Linked DNA regions of Drosophila melanogaster: region 2 is linked to region 1. A link is a contact called in public Hi-C data. All regions are on one chromosome and are shown on one strand. Each heading gives the region's core, a stretch centred on a gene start, on an enhancer-like site or on the middle of the called end of the contact. The rest is flanking DNA. Distances are from core to core; before and after follow the strand shown.

Region 1 (6,695 bases), core at 3,402-5,901:
CAATTTCGATTTGCTTCAGTTTCGGTCTGTTTTTTTTTTTCGCCCAGCTTTGTTTGCCTGTGCGTGACAATTGCGATGTCCTTGGGTCCGGAATGCTGCACAGGATCTAAGCGTGTGGGTTATAAATCTTGTTGGACTTTATTTAATGCATGTATTATTTCCAACCAAACGCACACCAGGACACACACACACACACACTCACACGCATACACTCAGCGACCTTTAATGCTAATGGCAATCTGATCAGTTTCATTAGCATGCACAGGACGAAGGCTACGCGCCCGCGGGGAGCTCACTTTTGGCCCAGAGCCCGATTCGGAAACTCATTCTCCCAATTTCGCGCTAATTAACTGGGTGCCAACTACAGCCGACAAAGTTGGCTGGAACTTTGCCAGCATCCAGCCTCGTCCTTGCCTCCTGTCGTCCTGCAGCCCCTCCCTCTCTGTCACTCTCTCTCGTCCTGTTGATTTCGGAATGTGTGTGCTCATGTGATTTCATGCTTGTTACCAACACCAACAACGGCCACGGAAAGTTACAATTTATGAGCACATCCTTGCGCGCTAAGCTTGTGTAAGCACGAGAGCCTGTCGTCGCTTGCCCGCCCACTTTTCCACCCAATTTTCCGCGCCCACCTTTCCGCTTTGCCTCCGCCGCCCCTCCACCTTCAATTGCTGAGCAAACACTTGTAACACTTTGCCTTACATCTTCCTCCGAAAATCGTCCGAAAATCGTCCTGATTTCGCTGCGCGGAATGCATGTCCTGTCGCTGGCATTTTGACAGCTTCAAGCGGCAACTAATTTTCATTTCCCCAAAATACAATTTAAAACTTCGTCCGCCATCCGCCAGCTCATTTGGCGTAAACACATTCCCCATGTCGGAATCTATCTCGAATGACTTTTTATGAACTTTTCAAGTGCTCGCAGAATGGCCAAAAAAAAAAAAATGGGATAGTAGCCCTTGTCAACGAATTGCATTCTGTGTGAATGACTTGGCCAAAGTTTGCAACTTCAAACTTGATCGGCATCCCTCGCTCTTAATCCGTTGTCCTGGGAACATCAATGGGAACTGGGAATTGCAAATGCCATTGCACTGGCTTATCCATACATATAGATAAATAGTGCGAGTATATATCCCCAGACCGATGCAGCTGAAATCGAGCTTATAGCTCGACAATTGAATTGCTATGTGGGTCATTTCATTTAATAATTCCATTTCCACAGTTCTCCTGGTTCCCCCCTTTGTTTGCAGTGCAGCCCAGCTGCAGTGAACGCTCGATAAGCTGGCCAAAGCATTGTGATTGCACTGCTAGATGGCGACGATCTAGAGCAGCTTATCTGGCAGCCAAAGAGCTTAGCACAGCAGCCAAATAGTTTGGTAAAACAAAAAATGTATAGTCCCTCTTTGATAGCATTGAAAAAATAAATATTTGATAATCTAAAAAATAAATTTAAGTAATTTTCATGTTACTTTGTTGTTTAAACATGACAATGTTTTATACTGGGTGTAAAAGTAATCCTTATATGCCAGCAATGAACTTCAGTAACTTAAGTCTTTATAACTCCAGCTGCAGACTGGCTAAAACAGTCTTATTGAAAATCACATTCGGGCATTAACTTTAAGGTTTCGTTGGCTAACCCACTTAGCAGGGCCAACATATTATGCAGGTCAATGGAAAAGGGACGTTTGCATGCCAGGCGACACATTATTTCCGCCTTATAAACTTTTGCCGCTCGACTTTTCACCACTTTTCCGCATGTGCGTGTATGTGTGCGAGATGGTTTGTGGCTGCAGGGGAGCGGGGAAACCCAAAACACTGTTGATGGTTATCGTAGGGAAATTTATGGAGCCCGGCTAAGTACGGTGTAAGCCGAGCGGACCATTACACGTCCGTGAGTTGAGCACTTAAAGCGCTGCGTGCAACTTTCTCCCACTGCCAAATGACTAATTATAATTTTCCGCCTCTTTCTCGGTTTATTTTCCATGTTTTCCGCCAAAAGGAGCAGCTGCAGCCGGCGGCAATAATACCGTTTTTGAGTTATGGCCAAAGTTAATTAAAAGCCAAGTGCGCAACTAGAGCTACACATAAATCAATCTGGATCGAGAGCTGGCGCAACATGCAGAACTGGTATGCCAATATACCCCTGTCAATGCCTATTTACATGGCCAATGAAAAATGGCCATCAGAGGAGAGAATAAACAATACCTGGCCAAGAGAAATGAAAACAATCCAAATCGAAATGACTTAATGCGGCTTACCAGCTTGCAGCAGAAAAAACGAACATAACGTATATAACGTATACGCACCGTCCAACACGGCGGATGCATGATTAATTGCACTTTAAATACACAAGCGAAACGAACGAGAAACGCATTTTCAACCAAGGAAAGGGCCAGTAAAAACAACCTTCAAAATGTTGCCAACAAATGTGATGTCATTCATGAAAAAGGTAAGTGACACTTCGATATTTAATGAATATATAAATCACATAGCCCCAGCATTGTTGTCACTGGCAGAAGCTCGTAATTTATGCTTAATTTCATTTTCATTCGCCAGTTGTGATTCCTTAATTATTATTCCCCCGATGATAATGAGTAGCAAATGAAATGCAATAAAAGCGGAATTTTAATTCATTTGCCTTCTGCCCACAAAGTGCGCGCACTTAAATGTATATCGTTAAGAACTTCTTTGCGCAGGCTTCATAGCCAATCAATGGAATATTTTTAAGGAATTCGTCCATTTTATAAATTCCAATATTACGAAGAACTGCATAACGTACGGACACGGCTGCAGGTAAAAGTTCGTGCATTAGCAATCGCCTAAAACCTTCTCGAACAGGCTTCAAAAACAAACGCCTGTCGGAAGGGCAAACAAAACTTTTTAATTAAAAAGCCCTTTAAATGCTTTGCCCGCCCGACTGATTTTCCCTTTTGTTTATGCGCTCGAAAAATATCAAAAATTCACAAAAAAATAAACGCAAACGGACTGGCAACAATCGAAGTGGTTCAATTATCCTGCGAAGCACCTGCCCCGCCGAGTTGGTGTCCCTTTTTTTAATGCGGAAATTGTTTTCGGGATCGGGCAGGCAAGGGGAAAATGAGGAATAAAATTATACATGGGCGTGTGAAGCCCAAAATAACACAAAAATAAAAGGGAAGGAAAGGGAAGGGCAAAGCAAAGAAAAGAAAAGAAAGGAAAAAGAAAAAGAAAAGCCCTCGAAGAGTGTAAATTCCGTAGAAATTCCGGTTTGGCAGAAAATACTTTGCAAAGTTAATAAAAACCAAGTTCGAAATGAAAGGCTGGGGAAATGCCGGCTGACAAGCAAATGCCAGCCAACTAAATGCTGCAGATTTTTGTGTTTTCGCCAAGTTTGATTAGACCAAATGAAGCACGAAATCAAAGCGGCCCAGCTTCCAAGCCAAACGAACCCATCTCAAAACAATGATGAGCCGTTGACAGTCCGTTAGCAAGTCTGTTGGCAAAAAGGATTTGGCAAAGTTTTTTCTATTTGCCATTCAAATGCCTAACAACCAGTCGGGCCATTCCGTTCTGAAATTTGGCGACAAATGCGCAGGGACCGCAGGACATCAAAGGACACCACGGGGCACTAGACCGTGAATGCAGAGCACGAGTCCTGCCAGCTGCACAACCTCCTGCAGTTTATTTGCAGCAATTTCCTTAATAGTCCGGCCGCTGTAAAGTTCCCTGACCACTGCCGCACTTGGCTCGTTACCCATTTGCTTGCGGTGGCGCCTAGACTCGCCTGTGGACAGATCCTGGCCAGGCCATCCCGACCATTTCATTCCATTCCGGCCATTCCATTCCATCCTGACCACACGTGTCCCAGTCGGTTGCCCCTTGCTGTCAGTGTGCTGCACTTTATTGTGCCTGGGTGCAGGCCATAAACAGCAACAGGCGGCAGGCAGCTGCAACTTGCAACAGGCAACTCGAAGCCTTGAGCCGAATGACAAGCACGTGCCTGCCCCACAAACTACTTGTTACACATGGGGAAAAACTAAATGTTGTTTTGAATAATATATTAAATAAAGTGATGATAATCCCTTTCTATCGATTGAATTTACACATTTATTTTATCAAATATATTAGAGGATAAACTGGTAATAGGTGTTCATTAGTTGGCTGCAACAAATAATAATTAAATTTAAAGTCGCTAGTAATTTTCTTGCTTATTAACTCGGTTGCAATTAGAAAACTTTTTACACCTGAATAAAATATTCATTGAGCTCTCAAACTTTATATTACTGCTCCAAACTTTTCAAAACAGTCGTGGTGAGCAGATAGCAGCAGTTTTGAAAACTGTTTTGAATTCATTGAATTGGATAATTAAAATTTAATACATTCCGTGTACAAAATTAGTATTCCCAATTAATATTATCTCCAATTTGAAATTAAATTCAGAAAACTCGCAACGTGTCCTCACTATTTCTGCAAGACATTCGTTATAAACTTGTGCGCAACTTTTAAGTGGTAAAATATTTGCTCGCAGCTTTCGTTTAATTTGCTATTGATTTCCATTCCGACTGCAAGGATGTCTATCCTGGCGGAATGCAAGCGCATTCATTCACGGCTGACAAGGCGCAACTTTCTCCCTGCTGGCGACCAACTTTCTCCTCATCTCTTTTCGCATTGACTGCTGTTTTATGTAGCATACTTTGCGGCCATAAAGGGCGCACATATTGCGCGCCATATTATTGTTGTGTCGGGGAAAAGCGAGTGGAAAAGCGGCGGGAAATGCGAGGGAGGGCGAGGATGGAAGGGAACAGCAGCTCTTAAACGTCAACACATAATTTTCGGCACTAAACATGAAACTATTTGCGGCTTCGGGCCATAAGACCCAGACCGGGCCAGACGGAGCAAAAAATCATAATAAATGACAAAATTAACACGGCAATAATTGTGCGAGGAGCTGTGGGCGGAGCTGAAACCGTGAGGAATGCCGAGTAGTTTACCCGTGCGCAAGAAAAATGGCGTCAGACACCTGAGCACATAAATTAAGTGGGGTTTCTGGGCTGCAGGTGGGATCTGGACAGGAAGACCGCCGAGCAAACAACTATACATTACACTAAGATTTCATGGGCTTCCCGGCAAAGTTGGCAGGCAAAATGTAGGAAGAAAGGAGCCCATAAATCGGCAGCATGAATATTACCAGGCCGACATCAAATGACATCATCAAAAATGTAGCCCGGGCTGAGCACAAAGCGGCCATAATCTGACAGTAGATGCCGCTTAGTTCCCGCCAGAGTAGGATCCTGACCCCCTGGGCACTTCCCGCACATCCCGCAAAGCCCGCTCTTAACCCTCTAAAGCCCATACCCACCCACAAAGGTAGGTAACCGAAAGCGCTGCAGCCAAAGCACTTAGCGTAATTTGCGCTGTGCGAACGAGATGGCTGCACTATATGGATCGTCCTTAATGCATAGGAAAAAATATTATAATCCATTGTAGTACTTAATCCCGACGTTGGATTATATATTAAACAGACAGTGTTACATGGTATCACTGGTAAAGTAATTAGTTCCAGGCATAACATGCTGAGTAACCAACTTTAATTTAAAGGTTTAAATGTATAGAGGTTTTTTCGAAGATACTGGCTAAGAGCTGTGCCACCATTTGTTTTCTGTGTACTCAACTGTGCGGCTGTTTGTTCCGGTTTCGTTGGCGCTTTGGCAAATAGAAAATTTCCACTTCATAAAATGCTGACATAGCAGAGCAGCACTTATGTTTTCGGGGCTCGGCTGGTCGGCCAGTCGCCTCCAATTGTTATCCTCCTGCCCGGAACACAACACACACACACACAAAGACGGCTAAGCCCGGTGAAGCCCCCTTCTTACAGGCTGTGTGCATTAAAAAGAATGACGGTAATTTTTGAAAGACTCTCCGGCTGGTGGATTCCGCCTTTGGTGCCCCGTTGTTTAATCAAAAATTACTTGCCACACTTTACGATTTCTTGGCAATTTGTTGCGCTTCAGACGCCTCCAGTGGAACACAGAAAAAAATCAAATAAAACGCACCGCGTTACTTTCACCTGCGTGCCCGTGATGACTGCGCAAAAAAATCAGAGAAAATCTGAGGAACATCAGGGTAATAACCTTGCTCACAGGGAAAACTGCTCCCTGGCTGGGAATTTGATGATTATATTCGTCTAGTTTAGATAAGCTAAGGGTATGAAAATGATCACTCACGCTAAGCTTAAAAGACAAAAATGGTGTGTATTGCTTTGACTTCATCCGCCAGATACCAAAAAGGAGTTTTTTTTGTTAAAGTCTCATAAAAAATGAGGCCAACCCTTAAATATTCATTAGTTAATTTGGCATAACTTGGAAAAAAATCGCCAGACGGCGAAAACTATCAGTGTTTTATGTTGCTTATAAACCAAACTAACAGGCCCTACCACTAAGCTTTTGATTTAAAAAAAAAAAATTTTTTATGCAATTTTTCCATTTTTAGATAGGGGTTACATCATCAATTTTTCTGAAAATTCGCAAAAATTTTACATTTCAAAGTGTGAATTACACTTTATTGACATGAAAATTACGAGTTCAACGATGTAGGACGTTTTATTTTTCTATCAATACTTTTATTACTATAGATAAAATACTGTTTATTTTTCGCCCAAAAATGGACATAGAAATTTTTAGCATAATTACAATATTTATGTAGGATTTTTTTCCATAA
Region 2 (5,852 bases), core at 3,201-5,700, 190 kb before region 1:
CAGCAAAATTGCATAAATCCGAGTAAGCTGCATTCTTTCGAATGCGAGTCCTGCACACTGCACACATTTCATTTCCGGTACAAAACACATAATGACACAGGTAGATTTTCAACAAACAATTTTATTAAGCCCTGGGCATAGTGCAAATCGGATTTTGTGGTTTTTAATTAATATAGTTATTCCTTTGGCCGCTTTGCCAACGCAGCCCCAAAGGATTCGCAACTTTTAATTGTGCAATGGCGAAATGGGAATTTCCGCAGCGGCAAGAGCAGCAAAACCGGCAGCAATCCAGCAACAACACCTGCCGTGCTGCAAATGCAATTGCGTTCCATAAATCCAGAAACAATAATCGTAAAATAACATCAGGTGTCACGCGCACGAAACGCGGTTCAAAAAAGGGGGTCAGTCATGCATGGATTGTTGGGGATCGAGGGATGATGAGGTTACGGATGAGGACTGGAGGCCTTCGAGGATACGGCGGCGTGGCTTGTCAGAGGATATGGAATGGATGTATTGATGGTCGGCATTATTACCCGATGATGTATGCCCACGTATCCGTACATCTGTGGCACTGAAAGTGCTCCAGATGGCCCCAGTTGGTGACAGAATGGTGACTACACGAGGAGCAGCTGAAATTTGGGGATCCTGGATCCTGTACAACATACATTAGTTCTTTATCGGCATAAAGCGGAAATATGTTTACAATATATAACTACAATATAAATGCTATGCTATTAATATCGAAGCCTTGTGGGTAAGTACAAGAATGTCCTTCACCGAACACCATTCAACGTCCCAGGTGTCTTAATAAATACCAGTGAACAATTATGAGTACTCGCAGCCAGTTGTGCAATATTTCCAGTTGCATAACCAGTGCAAATTATATTGATAAGTCAGGGTTCGAGTGTGTGCATGTTCGAAAATCTCAATTAAACTAAGGTGCAACAGCCTCGTCCTGTTCTACTTATCTTTCGTACCTGTTGTGGAAAACTCTGCTCTCCAACCTACACACAGTGGGTATTTTCAACTGGCAGCGATTCAAACTGGCACAGTGGGACGGAACCCACCCACAGAGCTGCATTGAGTATTGAGGCCCATTCCACACCCCGTGACTCTGCCGAGGGTTAATTTGTCTTCTATAAGGATATGTATGTGAGCGAGAGAAAAAGAGTCCTGCCTGCTTGTATTGTGCGGAGTTTTAGCAATGATTAGCATCACGAAATGGAAAACTATTGTTCCAATACGCAGTCGAAAACCAGGTAAAAAGGTATTGACAAATCAGGTAAGGATAAGTCCGCAAAACAAAACATATCCAACTCACATGCTATGTAAAGGTGAAACTGTTGCAATTAGGGTTTAAGGGGAAAATTATAAAAATAAGTTTGCAATACAGCAAATTCGAATGTTTTGTTAAATTAATCCATTTCATCATCATTGAAATTAATATAAAATTCATGTTCCATAAACAAATATCTAAGCACATCGAACTATTATTTTCTATAAAATGAGCCAGCTCCAAATTTGATTTTGCCAGTGAAACTTTTTGGGTTGCAGGCTCCTCTAAGGACGGTCAATATCCATATTGCCCCCTACCCACCCCTCTCCTTTTAAAATCCCTTGAAAACCCAACAACTACAACAAGAACAACAGCAACAGCAGTGAGCAGCTGAAGTTTCTGGCAGTCGAACAACACCAGTAGAGGCGGTCAGAAAGAGAGGGCATCACTGGCGGCTGCTTGGCAACCGAATCGCGAGTGAAAGAGATGTCCTGCTGATGACGAGCAGTGCAGAATGCGGCATCAAAAGCAACAACAGCAACAACAAGTCAGAAGCAGCAACAATGCAGCGGCAGCGCTGCCAGCTTAGGCGTTGTTGCTGTTGTTGTGCGTTGTGTATAAAAATTTAACATCTGCTCCTTTCATGATTTCAGTTTCGGAAAACTCAAAACTCGTACAACAACGAGGGCTGTAATGGCACAAATAAAAATATATATGTATGCATCTGTGCGGAGTGTCTATCCCTCTCTTTCGCTCCGGGTATGCCCCTCTCTTTCTAGCGGCTTGTTGTTGCTGTTAATGCATTTGGCTTGCTTTACTCGTATTACGTGTGCATTTGCCACTCCGAACTAAAAAAAAAAAAAAAAACGAAGAAAACATTGAGATACTCGGATGCTGAGATACCGAGATACTCTGGAAATGCTCCTTTGGAGCTGTAAGTTGATAAAAAACCGGCGGCCAACTGGCGGATTTTAAACGGAATGAAATAAATTAAAACGTGGCGAGGAAATGCAGCCACAGGATGCTGTAGTCCTGCTGGGTGTGCCATGCATCTTATGGTGCATTCAACTTCAGCCAGTGATTTTCACTCTTCTTCAGCGTTTGCCCTTGGAGAAGTTAGTCTGAATACACGCTGGGTACATGGAATCGATCTAGGAGATGGCTGCACTTGAAGTTGTAGTTAAAAAATAAGCTAAATTTTATTTTAATATTCTTATAATCAACCTTATTGGCTAACATATCTCAACGTGCATTCGTTCCTACACATTTGCAAGCATTTTATATGATTAAAAGGTATACATACTTGAAATTGGCTAATAAATCTTACCCCTGTTTTCAGTGTATTACATTTATCATTTTTTTTTTTTTTTTTTTTTAATATTTTATTTTTCTATTCATGTTCTGTGCGCACATTTCATTCATTTTTCAAATACTTCTGCAGCACCAACTGTCAGATACATTTCTGGTTTCCTTTGCCGCACGTCTTTTTATTGTGGCTGCTTGCAGTGTGAATGTCCTTTGCTGTCCTCACAAAGGACACGCAAAAGCCAAATAAGAGCGAAAAAAGTAGAAAAAAACGCAAAGAGCGGAATGCAGAAGAACGAAGAGAGACTTGCAGCAGCTTCGAGTGCAGAAAACCCAACTATGAAGAACTTGTCTGCGGATCGTGAACTTAAGAACTATCTAAGAGGAGAAAAGGCCGGCTGCATTTTGTTGTTTGTGCAGATGTTTCTTCGAGGTTCCTCGAGGGATTTTATGGGTATGCGTTGCGTATGGGACAGGTCAGTGTTCGGAGGATTCGGATTCAGATTGAGATTCGGTTCCGGAGGATTCGAAGTCGGTTAAGGGTTGTGCCCCTAGGTTGAATGATTTTCCATTACGCAATGCAAATAGACAGCAGCGTTCCGCGTACTCGCTTTGTTTTGTTATTTTCTCTGTCAGCGCCAGGCAACAATGCAACTGTCAAGGTTTCCATTTTCCGCCGTGGATTGCTCTCTATGAAATGGCGAAAAAATGGCAGCTCCACTAATAGTTGGCATGAAACGAGGTTGCAACAGGACCGCCACGAGAAAAAAGTGAAATGAAATCAACCGCCCCCGCTCTTTGCGCAAAAGTAAAAAAGGGGCAAAACATGGCAGGCAAATTGTACCAAAATCCCGCAACGGCAGCCAGTGCAATGCCAGGATATATGGCACATGCCCACAAGGTCCTGCCTCCGTGTCCTGCGTCCAGCGCAGCAGTGGCAGCAACAGCACCGCAGCAACGTCCACGGCACCGCAGCAACAGCAGCGGGAAAGTAAAACTTATTCGGCTGGTCGAACTGCGAATGCCCTGAATTTCGAAACACATTTTGCGAGCTTATCTATTCTGATAAAATTGTAAATAAATCAATAAACTATACGCCAATTACCATATAATGCATGCTTGAATTCAATGTGCTTAATTGCTAAGTAAGCTAAGTAAGCTCCTTGGTTAGGGTATCAAAACAAAGGCAGCAGAAAATATCTCGTAGCGCACATAGATTGCAAGTTCGCATTGTGAGCGCGAAACTAGGGAAAAAAATTTTTAATTGGAACAACAACTGTACAGCGGCGCAGCAGCAGCAACAACAACAAAAGCGCACTTCAAACGCCGCATGTTCGTATCCGTGTCTTGTTGCAGCTGTGTGTGTGTGTGTGTGTGCTTGTGTGTTAATGAAAGAGAGAGGATGCAGCCGTAAATGTAACTGTGTGCGTGCGGCTGTGTGTTTGTGTGTGTGTGCCAGGACTCTCGAGCCAAAAGTTGCAGGCGCAACAGCAACAAGCAGCAGTTCGAAGTTAAATATTTAAGAATTTACAAAACTTTTTAGGGAACATAAAAATAAATACAAATTTCAAAACGAAAGAATCTTGCTCTTCATCTTTTAATGATGGTCAAACTGAAAAATAATATATTTTACGAATGACTAATAAGCACAAAAATAAATTAAAAATCATTTCTTAAAAATGCTTAAGTATTGAATGAATTATACAATATAAAACCGCTAGTTAAGAGAATTCGGTCGTCATGCTTGTTGTATTCTTAAGTTCGAGTGGAGCCCGCATTGGTTCGATGCGAACATGAACCTGTTCGCTTCGAGCACGAACTTGTTCGATACATTTTATGTTTGCTCCTTCATTTTCATTTTCATTTTCAGTTCAGTTAGTTCAGTTGTTGTGTATCCTTCGGGTGAAAAGTTTCCTACAAAACACGGACTTTTGCACCGCCGCCGCCGTTCGAGCGCTAGAAACGAGTGCGAGTGCGTGTGAGACTTACTAGCTAACTAACTGATTCTGATTCTGATTTTCGGGAATATACTATCCCTTCGGTGTGGGTGTGATCGAGTTCAAGGACTCGCGACTAACTTGTTCCAGTTTCGAAAACAGGCAGCCCCAAATAATGTGACCAATGTGACCAGTGAATTAGAATATCCAAGAGCAAAACAAAATCAAGAACTCCCGCAGATGCCGCACTTGCAGCTCCAAGTTCTTCAGCTTTTCATCCAAGTCCCGGTTTAATTTGCAGCTCCAGTTTCGCGCTCGGTTCTCTGGGTTTCCCTGCAATTTCCGCGATTTCCTTCTTTTGTTCCCTTCGTTCCGTTTTCGCGTCGCGGTTTGTTATTGTCAACTTTCGTTTTCGTGCGGTTTTTCGCGGCTTTTCTAACGGTCCAACGACGGTCGGCAAATGGATAGTGAAACTGGCTTGGATTTCCAATAGCTTCTAAGTACTCAACATTTTCCGAGGAAAAAAACTCGTGAAAGGACATGGATTAACAACTAAGGTTTGTAGTAGGGATTTAACAATATACATATATTTAAGTATATATAAATCGGGATGCTTTATGTATACCTTTTATCTATATATAACTATTCTGCGTATATAATCATTTTATTTGTGGTACCAAAGAAAATTAAATAAATGGTTTTTTTTTTTCATTAATTAAGCATAGCCATCAAACAAAAAGACAAATAGCCGCATACAGAACATAACTAACTCTTTGAAAACGAATCGTAAGGAACGTTTCCAAGAAACCAAACAGAATGGCCATATCCCTTTCATAAAACCGACTCCAATTAATAAAGCCAATTGAGCAAATGTATAAAAATGTTGAGCTCCAATCAAATATAAAACTCTACGCTTTTGTTCCTAATCCCTCAATTAAACTCACCTCTCGACCGAAAGCCAAAGAAAAACAAATTTCCAATTGAAATTTGCATTTGGGGCACAGGAAATACTTTCCAAGCGTAAACATGTAAACAAAGAGATAACAATTGTTATTGGTCATCCGAGGATCAAATTACAATAAGTGCAAGCTCAAAGAAGACCCAAAAAACAAAATCACAATCACCTAAGCAGGCAATTTCAGCGAGCTTTATTTGTGCAAGACAAATAAACAAAATAAAATAATAATATTACAGTAAAGGCAGAGGCTTCTCTTTTTGGACCGCAAACACTTATGGCAATGAGTAATGACTTTTAAAAGAAGAACTGTTTCTGATAGATACATTTTGCGTTTGTCTTAGCGCCAACTTAAATTAAAAAGCAGCGGGCTCTGAAC

The links. Hi-C and Micro-C count contacts between places; a contact is called where the count stands out from the background.
Region 2: a contact with region 1 is called in a Hi-C map of the Kc167 cell line, with 2.4 times the contacts expected there. The contact joins the promoter of Tet here to the enhancer-like site in region 1. A contact is called at or near these places in 3 of 107 Hi-C or Micro-C datasets (the Kc167 cell line, the S2 cell line and embryo).

What each region holds. Positions count from the first base shown.
Region 1 is chr3L:2,685,242-2,691,936 of dm6, reverse strand. It overlaps Fife (fife,), which reads left to right. Exons shown (of 17, transcript NM_001274411.1): 3 at 1,999-2,448. The coding sequence starts at 2,413. Among named protein-coding and RNA genes, the nearest start is that of Fife, 23 kb to the left of the region's middle. Within about 2 kb of position 4,651, at least 6 of the 39 cell types and tissues checked have an H3K27ac peak or open chromatin away from gene starts, as enhancers often do. A contact at or near this core is called in the Kc167 cell line, where this site is marked.
Region 2 is chr3L:2,877,756-2,883,607 of dm6, reverse strand. It overlaps Tet (Ten-Eleven Translocation (TET) family protein), which reads left to right and starts at 4,450. Exons shown (of 11, transcript NM_001274414.2): 1 at 4,450-5,075. It overlaps lncRNA:CR44531 (long non-coding RNA:CR44531), which reads right to left and starts at 794. Exons shown (of 1, transcript NR_124765.1): 1 at 208-794.